Linked DNA regions of Gossypium arboreum: region 1 is linked to region 2. Evidence: chromatin contacts called from public Hi-C data. All regions are on one chromosome and are shown on one strand. Each heading gives the region's core, a stretch centred on a gene start, on an enhancer-like site or on the middle of the called end of the contact. The rest is flanking DNA. Distances are from core to core; before and after follow the strand shown.

The links. Hi-C and Micro-C count contacts between places; a contact is called where the count stands out from the background.
Region 1: a contact with region 2 is called in a Hi-C map of leaf, with 2.4 times the contacts expected there. The contact joins the promoter of LOC108466956 here to the promoter of LOC108467106 in region 2. A contact is called at or near these places in 2 of 5 Hi-C or Micro-C datasets (both in leaf).

Annotation. Positions count from the first base shown.
Region 1 is chr7:17,789,807-17,792,506 of ASM2569848v2, forward strand. It overlaps LOC108466956 (rhamnogalacturonan I rhamnosyltransferase 1), which reads left to right and starts at 1,400. Exons shown (of 8, transcript XM_017767401.2): 1 at 1,400-2,700. The coding sequence starts at 2,492.
Region 2 is chr7:17,618,662-17,621,361 of ASM2569848v2, forward strand. It overlaps LOC108467106 (sulfated surface glycoprotein 185), which reads left to right and starts at 1,396. Exons shown (of 2, transcript XM_017767620.2): 1 at 1,396-1,811; 2 at 1,883-2,700. The coding sequence starts at 1,646. The coding sequence ends at 2,550.

The DNA.
Region 1 (2,700 bases), core at 150-2,649, 170 kb after region 2:
AATTGAGTTTTTAAAGTATTATTTTTGTATCAATTAGATTCTTCAATTTTGACGTCAAATGTTATTTTAAGTCTAATACGAAACAAATTTAAAATACATTGATCAAATTTTAAGTACTTGTATATTTACTGTAGGCAGGGCTGTTCATTGTTCGGTTAAAATTGAATTAATCAACCGAACCGATTTAATTTGGTTAACCGGTGGGTGGTCGAATTTAATTCGGTTGAAAATCGGTTAATGATTTTTTGAAATTTTGATTATCGGTTATTTCGTTCAAATCGGGTAATTAACCAAATTAATCCAAATAAATAATATATTATATAATATATAATTTATATTAACAATTTATTTTTAAACATTTATTTTTTATTAATCAAAATAAATAATATATATAATATATTTTTGAACTATTAAAAAATTAACATTAACAATGTCTTTTTATATGTTTTATACTTATTTTAACCAAAAATAAAAACATATAAATTTCGATTAATTTGATTAACAGACTAAATTAACCGAAATATTTCGGTTGGGTTAATGCATTTGAAAAAAAATTGGTTCGATTAGTAGTTAAAGATTTTTACATTTTGGGTAATTTGACTAATAACCGAACCAACTGTTTGAGCACTGCTAACTGTAGGGATAGTTTGGATTTAGCATATTAAAAAAAACCAGAATGATTTATTTGTCATTCCAACTTTACCTAAAAAAAATCATTTTAACCCTCCATTTAATTTTTCACCTTTTTTAGCTTTTAAATTTGCGTTGTTTGTTTGCAAATTACCCCAAAATTATGAAAAGTTAAGTGTTGTGACATAAACGTAGATGTCATATCAACAATAAATTAAGTTTTAACATTTAAAAATAAAAAATGTAAAAAATTATTTTTAAAAAATTATTTTTTTTAAAATTAGTTATTTGCTTACATCGTATACATTTGGTGATCCATGTGTATGTCACATTAACAAAGTTAACAAATATTAATTTTTCATACATTTTGAGGTGATTTGATAAACATTGTAAATTCTAAGGATTAAAAGAGGTGAAAATTTAAATAAATGACTAATATATATATGTATATATTTGTAAAGTTGGAAGGTTAAAATATTTAATATCCCTAAAAAAACAAACAATATCATTAAAATTTAGTAGTAATTTTTTAACACACTGATCAAAACGTGGTTAAAATTTGATTGAATTATGTCAACACTAAAATTTAACATCCAAACTAATGGATAGGCTAATATGATATTATATTTTAAAGATTAAATTAAAATATTTTGAAGTTTAAAGATTAACTTATAATTTAGGTCATAGTTTGGGGACCAGCAGTGGAATTAACCCTAACGTTTTATAACATCTATGAAGTGTATAATACGCCGACATTTTGAAACAAATTGAGGTTTGATTTCGCGGATGATTTTGTTTTTTTAATAATAGAAAATTTAATTAAAAAGAAAAAAGAAAGAAAACTAAAAGGAACTGAAAATGCTCGTTTTGTTATCTTTGTTTAATGTTACAGCTAATTATTTTCCTTATTTTATGATGAAATATTATAATTGACAGAATTACCAGGTTTTATTAGTTTCCTCAATTATCAACAGCTGCAGTGAAGATCCTCCAACTCCTTAACAGCAAAAGAAATCCCAACACATTAATGCCTTAATTGCAGGCTTTTAACCTTTTTCTTTCCCTTCTATCAAACCACAACTCAAAGCTCTCACTTTTTTTATCCCTCTCTCACTCTCTCTCTCTCTCAAGCTCACAACTTTGGTTTTCTTTTCTGAGCAGTTCACCGGCGTCGACCTCGCCGGGATCTGGTCGGGAAGTTTCACCGGAAAAAGAGAATGAACCTCAATTGAGGCTTTTCCCTTTTCAGCATTCTGTTTATAAGCTAAAGGAACTTGGTTCTTTTTTTTTTTTTTGGATCATTTTGAAAAGAAGGCTTTTCTGGGGAGTAGTTAGTGGAGATTTAGTTGAAACCGAATCATAAGAATTCTGGGTTTTGCATATTTGGATAATGTATGTTGAGAGTTTACGGGGTTTTGGCCAAAAAAAAGTAAGTTTTTTAAATCTGGGTTTGTCTTTTTTAAGCTTTAGTTTTGCTTTTGGTAAGCTTGGTGGAGCTGTTGTTTCTGGCTAAGGTTTTTGTTATTATCTTAATTCAAAAGTTTGGTTACAAAGTTTTTTAAATCTGGGTTTGTCTTTTTTAAGCTTTAGTTTTGCTTTTGGTAAGCTTGGTGGAGCTGTTGTTTCTGGCTAAGGTTTTTGTTATTATCTTAATTCAAAAGTTTGGTTACAAGGGAAGTTTAGAGGTTCAAGGAGTTGGTGGTTAAGTTTATTAAAATTTTCAGAAATCACCATATCTTGGGAAAAGAAAACCCAAAATTTCAGAGGTTTTTTTTTTTTTTTGGCATTATAATTGATTAAAAAAGGCTGAAGATTTGGATCAAGCGGGGGTGAAGTTTGAGGTGAAAAGGGGTAATTTACAATGTGCAGAGTAGAGGAGACAAGTGGAAAGTGTGATTACAGGAAACAGTGGGAAATGAAAATTAAGATGTTTGGGGAAGGGAAAGTGGAGAAGTTAAAGAATTCAATGGTTTCAAGGTCTAGAATGAAGCTATGGATGATAAGGGCATTAACCACAATTTTGATATGGACATGCTTTGCTCATTTGATGACATTAGGCGAAATTTTTGG
Region 2 (2,700 bases), core at 146-2,645:
TAATATCTGAACTAAAGCTTAGCATAATATCATTCAACTTATCAACTCATAATATCATATTATATATCAATGTCAAGCAATAATGTTATCTGTATCAAATCTATTAAACCGAAAATTGATACAATTAAATTAAAAGCTTGATTGAATTAATTTTAATATATTTAATTACTGAATGATTTTTTTCATAAATTCCTATAATTGTGAGGGTGAGAATGTCGAGCGATGATAAGATAAAAATGAGGAACACATATTGGATTTTTATCCCGCCCACATAAAAAATCCAACAAGATAATGACAACCTTCATTTAATAACTACTCGAACTTTCTTTGCACCCGTGATCTTCAAATACGTTACTTGAATTGTCTTTATTATATGTCTATTATGAAGTATATAGTAATATGTTATATTTCACTTATTAAAACTAAAATAATTATACCCACCAACATATTGATTCTTTTGGATGGTAAAATGTCATATCACCCTACCATTAATTTATAATTTCTCTATTTATATAAATTTTTCTGAATTATTTTTTTATTTCAGTATTTTATTAAGATTTTTCACTTTTTAGTGTAATTTTTTAAGAAAAGTGTGACAATCGATTTTATAACTTTAGTCCATTTATAAAATTATGAAAATTTATAGACAAAAGTTAACTTGAATGATATTAAAACTTAAAGGAAAGTCTTTACTTGTTACTATAATTTATATGTAATATGGAGATAGAGAGATAAGAGATATTTTAATGCATCTTTTTTGACTGAAAATATTATGTTGGTGCATACTAAAAAGATTGTATAAGCTCGTTTAAGAAAAAATTAATTAATAAAACTGACCCTATTAAAGCTTCATTGTATATCCTCATTAGTTAATTTATTTATAAAGCTTAAAGTTTAATTATTACAATATTTTTTATTCTTTTGTAAGAGATTAATTGCATCATTCATCTAAAAGATTTAACCGCTTTGTCGGCCAGTTCCAAGAACTTAGTTTCGTACGTAAATGAATTAATGATTATCTCATCGAAAATTGAACTCAAAGTAATGTTTTTTCCTTCTCCTCCTCAGAGGATGTCTCTGATTGCACCGCAAAGTTGTGAACTTATTCGATAACTTTAGATATAATTTATGACATGGAAATAATACACGATTTACCGAGATAGATTATGAAAGTAAGAGCTACACGGCCTACAACAGCATAGCATGTTGGCGGTTCTGTTGGAATTTGAAGAGCAAAATCACAATATCCTTTTCAAGTTGACAGAAATGGCATTTGGGGAGAGACACATGGACTTATATTGTGGCTACTCTAAGAGGTCTCGTGAACCAAAAGGGGGACCAAATTACAAAAAAGTTGAAAAAAAGTTTTACTACTACCACTGCAACAACGTAACAAAATCAACTGTGTTAAAAGGAATGTTACTTTTGTTTTGGTTCTAGGAGAGCTTTCAATTCACACATCTGCAAATTACCCTTTTGAGCTGTTTGATTGTGGGAAATAAACCTATATTCACGGCTTCAATTTAATGCAGTTGGCTGGTTTTTGCATGAACCACATAAAGGTTAAACAACAACAGTATATAAAGTTATAAACAACATATCCTTATTGAGAGCTGTTCCAGTAAGGATAACAGAGTTTGAAATAATGTCTGGGTTTTTCTTTACATTGCTGCTTTGTTTCATCATTTTTAATTGTTACTCAGAGGGTAGCCATGGATATCAGCAACAGCAATCTGCTGTTGTTGTTGGAACTGTGTACTGTGATACATGTTTCCAGTCTGACATCTCAAGGCCAACCCATTTCATTTCAGGTTTTAAATTGAATCCCAAACTCCATCTTCTCTTTTCTCAGTTGATGCAAGTTTTCCTTTTTTTTCTGCAGGTGCAACTGTTGCAGTGGAATGCAAAGATGGGAAGAGCTCAAGGGCAAGCTTTAGGCAACAAGTGAAAACCAACAGGCATGGGGAATTCAAGGTTCATTTGCCTTTTTCAGTGAGCAAACATGTGAAGAAAATCGAGGGATGTGAAGTTAAACTGATTAAAAGCAGTGAGCCATATTGTGCAGTGGCCTCATCTGCTACTTCCTCTTCACTCCATCTCAAGTCAATGAAGCAAGGAACCCATGTTTTCTCAGCTGGGTTTTTCACCTTCAAGCCATTCAAACAACCAACCTTATGCAGCCAAAAACCAAGTGTTCATCCCAACCAGCTTCTTCCGCCGCCCATTCTTCCTCCAAACCCACTTCTGCCGCCGCCCATTCTTCCTCCAAACCCGCTTCTGCCACCCCCAGCGCTCCCTCCAAACCCATTTCAGCCGCCACCAGCTCCACTAGTTCCAAACCCATTGCAGCCTCCACCAGCTCCACTAGTTCCAGACCCATTGCAGCCTCCTCCAGCACCTGCAGCACCATCCTTGCCGCCTGTTCCAGGACTAACTCCCCCACCATCGTCCCCGTCTCCACCACCAGACTTCCCATTTCCTCTTCCACCATTCCCTTTCCTTCCTGTACCCCCCTTCCCAGGTGTGCCCCCATCGAAATCTTCTCCTTGATTAAATACATATAGTAGCATTCCTCCATGTATAATTCTCCAATAATATAGTAATGTAATTTGTTTTTAGCGCCAATTCCCAATAACAATCCCTGTGACACAATGATTGTAGTATAATAAATTCAATCCTGGAGTATTCGATTCCAGGATT